Linked DNA regions of Zea mays: regions 2 and 3 are each linked to region 1. Evidence: chromatin contacts called from public Hi-C data. All regions are on one chromosome and are shown on one strand. Each heading gives the region's core, a stretch centred on a gene start, on an enhancer-like site or on the middle of the called end of the contact. The rest is flanking DNA. Distances are from core to core; before and after follow the strand shown. Region 1 holds the start of LOC103651237 (pentatricopeptide repeat-containing protein At5g50280, chloroplastic). Region 2 holds the start of LOC100283607 (anther-specific proline-rich protein APG). Region 3 holds the start of LOC100273184 (BURP domain protein RD22).

What was found. Hi-C and Micro-C count contacts between places; a contact is called where the count stands out from the background.
Region 2: a Hi-C map of leaf mesophyll shows a contact between it and region 1, with 5 times the contacts expected there. The contact joins the promoter of LOC100283607 here to the promoter of LOC103651237 in region 1. A contact is called at or near these places in 2 of 25 Hi-C or Micro-C datasets (ear and leaf mesophyll).
Region 3: a Hi-C map of ear shows a contact between it and region 1, with 3 times the contacts expected there. The contact joins the promoter of LOC100273184 here to the promoter of LOC103651237 in region 1. A contact is called at or near these places in 2 of 25 Hi-C or Micro-C datasets (ear and leaf).

Annotation. Positions count from the first base shown.
Region 1 is chr3:206,008,579-206,012,120 of Zm-B73-REFERENCE-NAM-5.0, reverse strand. LOC103651237 (pentatricopeptide repeat-containing protein At5g50280, chloroplastic) reads left to right here and starts at 1,898. Exons shown (of 2, transcript XM_008676855.2): 1 at 1,898-3,288. The coding sequence starts at 2,417.
Region 2 is chr3:206,431,904-206,435,445 of Zm-B73-REFERENCE-NAM-5.0, reverse strand. It overlaps LOC100283607 (anther-specific proline-rich protein APG), which reads left to right and starts at 1,598. Exons shown (of 4, transcript NM_001156508.2): 1 at 1,598-2,054; 2 at 3,055-3,179; 3 at 3,263-3,542. The coding sequence starts at 1,796.
Region 3 is chr3:205,662,195-205,665,736 of Zm-B73-REFERENCE-NAM-5.0, reverse strand. It overlaps LOC100273184 (BURP domain protein RD22), which reads left to right and starts at 1,647. Exons shown (of 3, transcript NM_001147629.1): 1 at 1,647-1,714; 2 at 1,972-2,083; 3 at 2,215-3,542. The coding sequence starts at 1,676. The coding sequence ends at 3,434.

The DNA of each region.
Region 1 (3,542 bases), core at 649-3,148:
CCCTGGTGTTATGAGAACTTAAACTTTGGCATATCATCATATGCATTTGCATTAACTTGCTCGATACACCTAGAATTCATTTGCTAGGTCAAAAATTCAAACTAAATGTGGTGTTGGGTTGTTGTGAGTAAGAGAAGTTTGAAAGTTTAGTGTGAAATCAAGTAGAAGCAAACCACTCCTAGTCTAAAGATGTTTTGGCCATGAGACCTAAATATCCAAGTTGTATCTTAGAGTGAAGAACATTTTTGCTTTTAAGTGATGGATCAAAGTTGAGAGATCGTTTGGAGAAAAGCCATCACAGTTGAACTCCTAAACTAGCACCAAAAGTGAAATTCAAAATCTAGCTATATTTTGCTAAAAGTCAAAATACTAAAGTCGTAGAGTGTTCAAAACCAAACAACTTTCATGTGTTGAGATTCTCAAGTTTTGGACAGAAATTTGGAGTAATTTGCAGATTCTAGATTGGTTTCAGTTTTTGGATTCAACTCAAAACAGTTTGGTTTACCTATTTTTGGGCCCCTGTAACTTGTAATCAAAGAACATTTTGAGAAAGGTTGCTATAACAAACTTGTAGAGTAACTATAAGAGAACAACTTTCATTAACTGTGATAGCCCTAAAGCTATATGAAACTAGGAGAAAAAGCGGTCCAAACTGAGTTGACAGATTTTGGATTTCAGACTTAGTGCAACAAACTGAGTCTGAATTTTAGTGTTGTTAGTGCAGTTTTGGAGCTTCTTTGTAGCTAATCCATGAAGTTATGGGCTATGGTTTATATAGAAGAGTTGAAGCCCATGAAATGGTGAACAAATCTCATTTAGTAAGTTTGGCTTGGTGCTGCATGAAAAGTGGAGTAAAATGTGATTGAACTTTCGCTGTCACGCGTGTGGTGTGCAGTTTCAAGTTCAGTTTGGTGCCGAGTGCAGTTTCATAATCTGAACTGTGATTCAGTTTTGCTGATTTTTTAGAAGCCGCATATTCCTCTCAGTTTTGGACCCTTCTAATTCTTAATTCTTAGAACTTTTGGTGGATCGCCATTACATCAAACTTGGAGATTTATTGTGGAGGAATACTTCTTATGAAGAAGGATCTCCCTATTCTTATTTCGAATTGGGAGAAAACTTTGTTCCAAGTCGAGCTGTTAGGCAAGTGGTGAACTGAACATTGCTTAGGTGACTGAAACTGGTTCAGTCTTTGAGTGAAGAAAGGATCTCCACGCCTGTTGTGTTTCACTTGTGTCAATTCGAGTTGTAGTTTGGGTAGAGGGTTCAAAAGGTGATAAATGGGGAAAGGTTCCAGCTGATTCAAATATCTGAGGAAAGGGGACTCGATGGTTATCTACAGCTGGTGACCACTGTGTTTGTTTGCCTCTGGTTGAGCGCCATCGGCTAGGTTCACTGCTTTACTATGCTATTGAGGATGCATGGTGTTTATGTCTTGAAGCCACGTACCCTGGTTCGAGCAGCTACTGGCACCTCCCTGTGGCCATGTATTTATCGCCGCACCGCTGATTCTCCGTCTCACTGTGGCCAGGCAAGCAAGGTCATGTTTCACGTTGTCGCTTCCACGTTTCGGTTCTCCTATAGGGTACTGTCGTACTGATGCTTATCGGCTCGGCCGTTTCATCTTTACTGCTATAGAACTTCCGGAACATCGCGGCGCCGCCGGCGAACACCGCCTGCCTGGATTAGCTTCACCGTCGCGGTCATATCCTGATCACGTTTGGGAGTCGTTCTACTTTGTGATGAGTCCCTGATACAAACAACAAACTTGTTGTCTTCTTATTTACTTTATAATTTTTATCAAATATGAATGTATAAGTAGTTGGTAAGAGTTTTGATTGTTTGCTATTGTACCTTTTGCTAGGGTTATATATGTGAGTTTTTACTGGCGTTATATACGAGTTTGGGATAGCAAAGGATGGCAAAATAGCCCCAGTCTGTCATTCCCTCTCCACGCCACACGCACGGCTCCATCCTTCTATCTGCGCTCGCGCCGCCCGGGAGCTCGCCGTCGTCACCTCGTCGGGGCGCCCTCGTCCAGTCCGGCTCTCCCTTCGTCGCTCCGCGGCTCTGCCGGCGTCTGGGGCCCCGGTCTCCGGGCTTTGGTGGCGCCCCCCACCGGCCCACCCCAGCGGGCAGCGGCAACTGCCACTCTGCGGCTCTGCTAGGGGCAGGGAGGAGCAGTGGCGACTCTGCTAGGGACAGGGAGGAGCAGTGGCGGGCAGCGTCCTTCCTTTTGTTTGGCCCGGGGCTTCGGAATTACCTGGATCCGCCACTGCATCTAAGTCCTCCTCCGCACACTCTCCACCGATCCTCGACGCGCGCGTGAGCAACACCACCGTGGTATCGGCGACCACGAGCGGCGCCTTTTGGATTCGCCCGTGACTTGCTCCCACCGTGTTTGCCACTCGCCAGGATGACGCTGTTGTTGGCCCAACAGCTACTTTCCTTCTCCTTCGCCTTTCCACCTCTCCGCGCCCTCCACCTTGGCAGCCCCCTTAAAGCCTATCCGTCCTCCAAATGCTTCGTCTACTCTCATTGCCCTTCCCAATTCCAAACCTGGTGGCCTCGAAGTCGCCCAGCCGCCCATCCTGCGCATAGTTTCTTTGAAGAACAAGAAAGCGAAGGCAGCGACTATGGGGATGAGGCGGTGGGCTGCTTGGGCGAACCTGCCACACACGGCACCTGGGAGGATACGGATGACGAGGGCAGCTGGTTGGGCCCGACTCGATGCGGCGCCTCGGAGGATGAAGACGAGGACTGTGGTGAGGAGGTGGGCCACTGGGACCCGCCTGTCAGCCGCTTTCGACCGCAGCGCGAGGAACCATACCAAGCAGAAGAGGACGACGATGAAGAATGCGAGTGGTTGGACCCGACCTCCTTTTTGCGATGCCAAGAAGTGGTAAGCGGTGTTTGCAGCACCACGGCAGCCATGGACGAAATCCTAGCCTTTGCGAGGTGCTCAGCTGCGGCGGGGGAACAAGGATTCGCCGAGTTCATGGCCGGATACAGCCACGGGAACCTCAGCGAGGAGGAGTGCATTGAATTAATGTGGAGGATGTCCAACGAGGGGCTTGCGTTGGGCTGTGCACACCTGTTCCAGTGGCTGCGGGAGAAGCAGCCGGTGCCAGTATCATCAATGGTATGGTTGATGGCTTTTGTTTCGCTTGGGCGTTGTGACATGGCTGATGTGGTCTTGGAGATTGTGGCAAGGTTACCCTTGGAAAGGGATTTCCGTGAGGTAGTTCTTTATAATGCCGCGATATCTGCTGTTGCCTACTGTAGGAGGTGAGCATTGTCTTGTTTGGTATCAGAGACTGAGTGCAACATTTAGTGGGCTTCTCATCGTGAATACCACTGTGTGCTGGAAATTGATAGTTTCATATTCTTGGCACATGTTCTGTGGATTAGATAATCTCTTGGATGAAGATTTGTGTGTCTCCACACTCTACAGATGTCTTGTGTCCTTTTAATTAGTTCATATTATCAGATTGAGTGAATGAGGTTCTAGTTAGACAACTGCGGCCAACTTTCTGAAATGT
Region 2 (3,542 bases), core at 349-2,848, 420 kb before region 1:
TTTAATCCCCACTGGTGTAACCTGGATACTTCTCTGTCGCTGTCGGTACATTACCTCCCACCAAAAAAAAATGCACGACCGCTGCAGTATACATCCGTCGGTGTACAGCATGACTTCCATAATGCTGCGGTAGCAGCAGGATGTAGCGTTTTATTTATTGAAGGGAAAAAAAATCAGGACGTAGTATCTACGGTGTAGTCCTGGTGTCTCCCAATACCCTACCTATATATACGCAGTACATGGATTGTGCTCGTATTCTGAGAAGTCGATGCTACCAGACGTCGCCGAGGCTGGCATGGACCAGCGGCAGCTAGGCCGGCGGAATGCGCTCTGATTTTTGCCCGTGGACTGGAAGAGCCTGGCACGCGCGGTCGTAAATTCCGTGACCCAAACCGAATCATGCATGCACACCTGGCTGGCTGCGCGCCTAGCTAGGCGCGCACGCAGATCGCCCGACGCCCGGTGAACCTTCCTTGCGAGTTCGCAGCCCTCCTCCTTGTTCTCACGACTATAGGCGTTTAAACACGCGTCCTTGGATCACCGAAATGGCCGTGTCGCCATGCTCGCTAGGAAGGGAAGGGCAAGGGCGTCTGTTGTTTAGTTAGTCAGAATGCTGTAGAGTGCGTGCGCGTGCACAGCAACTCAGCGAGAGGGTTAGGGCTGGGACGTGCGCGGGTGGCCCCCGCGGTTGGGAGGAGTAAAGCGCCGCCGCGGCAGGTTCCCCCCGCGCCCGCGCGTCATGTGCGCCTGTAGGCTGGAGGCTGGAGCTCGCTCTGGGCGGCGCGGAATGCCGGCCAGCTCACTGGATCAGGTGGGGCCGGGGCCAGGCTGCGTCGGGCACAGAAAAAATGGTTCTTTTTTTTTCTTTTCTTTTCGGAGAGGGGTGGGGCTGCTGTACCGTCGGCGTTTCGGCTTGAAGGAGCTTGAGCTCTCTTCTGACGTCGTTAGTACCTCCTTCCTCCTACCGACATTAATGGAGATACCCTCGCCGTGCCTCTCTCGACGCACTTGCGTTGCGTGGTACATCGCCCGAGATGCGCTGCGCTGCTTTCTGTCGGTAGAAAGCCTTTTTGTTTCTTTTGCGTGGTATACTTGTGTGTCTTTCACTGGGATCATCAGCCTTGCATTGGGCGTACGTGGCCGTGTCCTGGCCTGGCCTGGCCTGGGGAATTCAATGAAGTGACTAGATCCGTACGTCTAAGTTCTAACCCCGGCCGGCCGGTAGTAAAGTTGAGTTCCGCCACCGTCGTCGGTAATCGGGTCCCTCGGCTCGGACCAGGGCATGCAGCAGGGATGACTGATGAGGGAGCGCACATCCACTGGCAGCGGAACGACATGGCCACGTTTCCGCAATTGAATGCGCGGCGGCTCCCAGAGCTTCCGCTTCCAACTTGAGCTCGATCGGTGTGGAGCGCGCGCCCGGCCCACGCCGGCTGGACACTGCGCTGCATGCCACTTATGTGCAGTGCAGGCGGCGACTGTGCGTGCACTCGCTACGCTAGCTCCTCCATCCCTGGATTCCCTGCACACTGCACCACCGCGCTGCCGCCGTCCTCGCCCTGCTCCTGCTGCCTATATATACTGCCGCGTGACTCGCAGGGACGGAGCAGACGTTGGCCGCCCGCCATTGGTCCGCCGATATCTCTTTTTCCCTCTCTCTCCTTTTCTGCTTAAGTTCCCGTCCACGAGAGCAGGTAGTAGTAGCTACTAGTAGCTAGCAAGTCGGCCAGCACGCTCGCTCGCTCGCAGCAGTCGCTAGCCAGACAGCATTGGCGCCGGCCCGCGCGTGCGCGCCATGGAGGAGGCGAGGCAAAGGCGGCGGCTGTGCCTGTGCCTGCTGGTGGCGGCCGTGAGCTGGGCGCTGCTGGCGGCGGTGGCGCGGTGCGACCCGCAGGTGCCGTGCTACTTCATCTTCGGCGACTCGCTGGTGGACAACGGCAACAACAACTACATCGTGTCGCTGGCGCGCGCCAACTACCCGCCCTACGGCATCGACTTCGCCGCCGGCCCGTCGGGGCGCTTCACCAACGGACTCACCACCGTCGATGTCATCGGTAAGCAGCTAATAGCCAGCTGCTAGGCCGGCGGCGGTGTGCATGCGTGGTCGAGCTCGATCGAGCAGGTAGACCGACCTGGGATTTATTAATACGTAGTACGTTACGTACGTACGCGCGTCGGTGGATAGAGACACGTACGCAGGTAGATCTGTACAGGAGCCAGGATAGAGATGGTGACATGCATGGAGAGATCCACTCCCATGTAGAGATGGCAATGGGTAAATACCCACCGGGTATTACTACCCCATACCCATACCCACGACAAAAAAATAACCCCACCGGGTCACCCATATACACTGGTGGGTATGGATTTACCCCCATACCCATACCCACGTGGGTATGGGTCACACATCGGGTCACCCGTACCCACAAAAATTAAACATCTATCAAAATATTATATTATACAAATATCAAGTATATCCATCTAAATACCATTACAAAATTTCTAGCATCATTTAACCATCCATTCAACACACATTGGGTGAATTACATGTTCCATTACATGGTCATTAAATTGTCGTTAAGCCTTCTATGACATAATGACCTAAAAGATTATTAAATAGTAAAAAAGATGGATGACTAAAGTCTAAGTTCATGCTTGGGCTAAGTTTATATTGGGTATTTTATACCCACGGGTTAACGGGTATGGGTGAAGGTGGAACGTTATAATACCCGTTTACCCATTGGGTGAAGATTTTTGCCCAATAACAGACCCACGGGTAGAATATTTAGCCCACATACATACCCTAATGGAGTAAATACCCATCGGGTATCGGGTCGCGGGTACCCATTGCCATCTCTACTCCCATGCATGAGCACACCACCGCCTACTATACGTTCAGTTATGCTTGCTACTATTAGAAAACCCTGCACGAGCCACTCGTGCCTGAATAATAAGCAGACGACGTACGTGTTTCGACAACTTCAATTCGATCGACCAGGACGACAGGTGCGCGTACGTGTTTAGTTTTCTCACCGTGCGCAATTTGCACAACAGCTCAACTTCTGGGTTTCGACAACTTCATCCCGCCGTTCGCCGCAACGAGCGCGGACCAGCTCCTGGGCGGCGCCAACTTCGCCTCCGCCGCCGCCGGCATCCGCGCCGAGACCGGCCAGCAGCTGGTATGTATACACATATCCATACCATATCACTGCCAACACTACGAGCTGAGCTATAGCCAGACGATGCTACCGAATGAATGCAGGGCGGGCGGATCCCGTTCGCGGGGCAGGTGCAGAACTACCAGACGGCGGTGCAGACGCTGGTGAGCATCCTGGGCGACCAGGACACGGCGTCGGACCACCTGAGCCGGTGCATCTTCAGCGTGGGCATGGGCAGCAACGACTACCTCAACAACTACTTCATGCCGGCCTTCTACAACACGGGCAGCCGGTACACCCCGGAGCAGTTCGCCGACTCGCTCATCGCCGACTACCGCCGCCACCTGCGGGTGCTGTACAACTACGGCGCGCGCAAGGTGGTGA
Region 3 (3,542 bases), core at 398-2,897, 350 kb after region 1:
GTGCACCACCGGACAGTCCGGTGCCCCAGACCGAAACAGCCCCTTGGCTGTACACAGCCACCTCATTCCTTTTCTTTTTCTTCCTGTTTCCAATACTTAGACAAGTATATTAGTACACAAAAACAATGTACTAAGACATAGAAACATACCTTTGCTTGTGATTTGCACTTTGTTCATCCATGAGCATAGATTCACATTTAAGCACTTGTGTTTGCACTCAATCACCAAAATACTTAGAAATGGCCCGAGGGCACATTTCCCTTTCAACATCGAACAACAATAGTACAAGGGGAGGTGAGGTGGGTGGTGGGGACACAATGAGAGGTAGTGGCGGGGGCAAGAATTGCTAAACGCGGGGAGAGAGCGTGCAACGAGAGAGAGGAAGACGACTACGCGACTGGGTTGGGATCTTAGAGTTAAGATCTATGATGTCAAGATTTGTGTAATGGTTTATGACACTGAAGTAGTGATTGCCACAGCAGCGTCGTATGGTGTCATGATCTATTGCACTGAGCTATATTACATCGGTGTAGTAGGTTACCACATTGAAATATTTGGTAAAATTGGATTTATGACCATCAAAAGTGTAAACATGGATTTTTTAGGAAGAAAATATTGAATACAAAGAATTCAACCCAGCTATGGCTAACCAGACTAATTACTCATGGTTGTTCGCGCGGTGAAGACTAGGACATGTTTGGATCTCATGTACTAAAATAAAATGATTAAAGTTTATGCCCCATTCAAATATACTAGATCTAATAGTTACTAATAAAATTAGTATAAGACATCCAAACACTATAACTAATAGTTCCGTTATTAGCCAACTAATTTTACTAGTAACTTTTGAACCAACTAACTATTAGTTGTATTGAATTACAGTCTCTTAGTCAGTTTATATAAACTGGATTCCGAGTTTCTTAAAAATCAAGAAGCTTGTCTGCTCTAGCTAAAACTAGTTTATGAAAATTGATTGGCTTCAAACACCATTAATTAGTTTTTTTTCTAAAACCAGTTTCTAGAAATTGGAATAGAAACTGCATTCTTATAAAAAAAAAGCTAGATCTCTTGCCTTAGTAATTTTGGTTTAGCTCGTAGAACCCCAGCGGACCTGCTGTCCGCCGGTCGCTAGCAGGTGGTTTCCCAGCGCAACCGTCTTCGCCGCGCGGCACGCGAGCAGGCTGGGCCGGTGCCGTCGCCCATCGGCTTGGGACAGTGACGGGCATTCAATAACGCATCAGCCAGTCACTCAGGTGGGGGACAGTTGAGTTGCCGCGATACAGTTCCATATGGGCCATGGCCCATGGCCGCCCCGGTCGTCTTGTCTCGCTACGGCTCTCTACTGCCCATACCGCTACCACTGTACGTGCCTGCTGACCGCCGAGCGCCGAGCAATCCTTGGAGCCGGCCGATCCCGGCGTGGTTCGGTGGTGGCACTCTATTACCGCAACTGCTGTCTGTACCTCAGAGCTGAGCAGCAGCGGTGAATTATTGATCCCTCTCCTTTCATGCCAATTAATTCTCTCAACTCCCAATCTACTTACTCCCTGCTTTTGGTTATAAATAGTGGCAAGTGCCACCTGCTGCACGGCCATCGTCTGCAACTGCATCGCTCGCTCTCTCCTTTCACTGGGAACATCTATCAGCTCGCGCTCATTGGCCATCTTTGGCTTCCATGGAGAGGCTCATTGCCGGCCTACTTGGCTTCCTATTGGTCAGTCAGTCACTGCCACGCAGCTCATGCATCTTGTGCACCTTTTTCTCACATGATTTGCTTCATCAGCCTTTACATGTGGATTTGAAAAGATTCAGCTTAACATATATGAAGTTGTATGATTGCTACTTGTATGGTTTTTCTATTGTTATTGTATATGGAAGCAGTTTCAGAGATGTTAACATTCTTTACACCTTAGTATTGACATAAGGTAGACGACCTCTGATGCAAGGATAACTCTTGTGGTTTGCATGCAGGTTGCATCGGTAGGAAGCCATGCAGCTCGTGCTCCGGATCAGTACTGGAAGTCTGCTCTTCCCAACACTCCCATGCCGACCTCCCTCTCCCAACTCCTCGACGCCGCTCCAGGTATAACAACAGACAGCTCCAGACCTTCATCAAATCATCAGTAGATAAGATACTTCGTATAGGCATGTGCCTGTCCCATCATACAAACATACGTGCCAACGCCACCTCTTCAATTCCCTGCTTGTTCGCAGCCGGCGGCGGCACGACCGTCAACGTCGGCTGGGGCGGTGTTCACGTCGATGCTGGGCACGGTAAGCCCGGGGGTACGACGGTTGACGTAGGCAAGGGCGGCGTCGGCGTCAACGTTAACCCTGGCAGGAGCGGCAAGCCCGGCGGCACGACGGTTGGCGTCGGGAAGGGCGGAGTCGGCGTTAACGTCAACCCGGGATACGGAAAGCCCGGCGGCACCACCGTTGGCGTCGGAAAGGGTGGCGTTGGCGTTAACGTCAACCCCGGCAAGCCCGGTGGCACAACGGTCGGCGTCGGCAAGGGCGGAGTGGGCGTCAACGTCAATCCCGGCAAACCGGCCGGTGGTGCCGGTACAACCGTTGGCGTTGGCAAAGGCGGCGTGGGCGTGGGCGTCAATCCCGGGCACGGCAAGCCGGGCGGCACCACGGTCGGCGTTGGCAAGGGCGGGGTTGGCGTTCACGTGAACCCGGGAAAGAAGCCCGTCCACGTCAACGTCTCCCCTTTCATCTACACGTACGCCGCGTCGGAGACGCAGCTGCACGACGACCCCAGCGTGGCGCTCTTCTTCCAGGAGACGGACCTCCGGCCCGGTAAGAAGATGACCGTCCAGTTCGCCAGCACCGGGACGACCGGCACCAAGTTCCTCCCGCGGAGCGAGGCCGAGGCCATCCCGTTCTCCTCACAGAAGGTGCCCGAGATCCTCGCCCGCCTCTCGGTGGACCCGGACTCCGTCGAGGCGGCGGAGATGGCGCAGACGCTGCGCGACTGCGAGGCGCCCGCGGCCAAGGGCGAGAAGAAGGCGTGCGCCACGTCGCTGGAGTCCATGGTGGACTTCGCCACCGCCAGCCTCGGGACCAGGCACGTGAGGGCCGTGTCGACCGTCGTGGCGAAGGAGGGATCGCCGAAGCAGGAGTACACGGTGACCGGCGTGGAGCGCGCTGCCGGCGGCACCGACGACGACGGCCGGGTCGTGGCCTGCCACGCGGAGCCGTACGCGTACGCCGTGTTCGCGTGCCACCTGACGCCGCAGACGCGGGCGTACTCTGTGTCGATGCTCGGCAGGGACGGCACGGCCGTGGACGCTGTCGCGGTGTGCCACGCCGACACGTCCGGCTGGAACCCCAAGCACGTCGCCTTCCAGGTGCTCAACGTGAAGCCCGGCACCGTGCCGGTCTGCCACTTCCTGCCGCAGGACCACGTCGTCTGGACCCGCAGCGGCTGAGTCTGCTGGATGGCCGCCGTTTGCTCGCGTCGCGCCGCCTGGAGTGATTTGTTATGTTCCAGTGGCCTCTAGGCATACTGTCATATTATTATTATACCGAGGTATCAC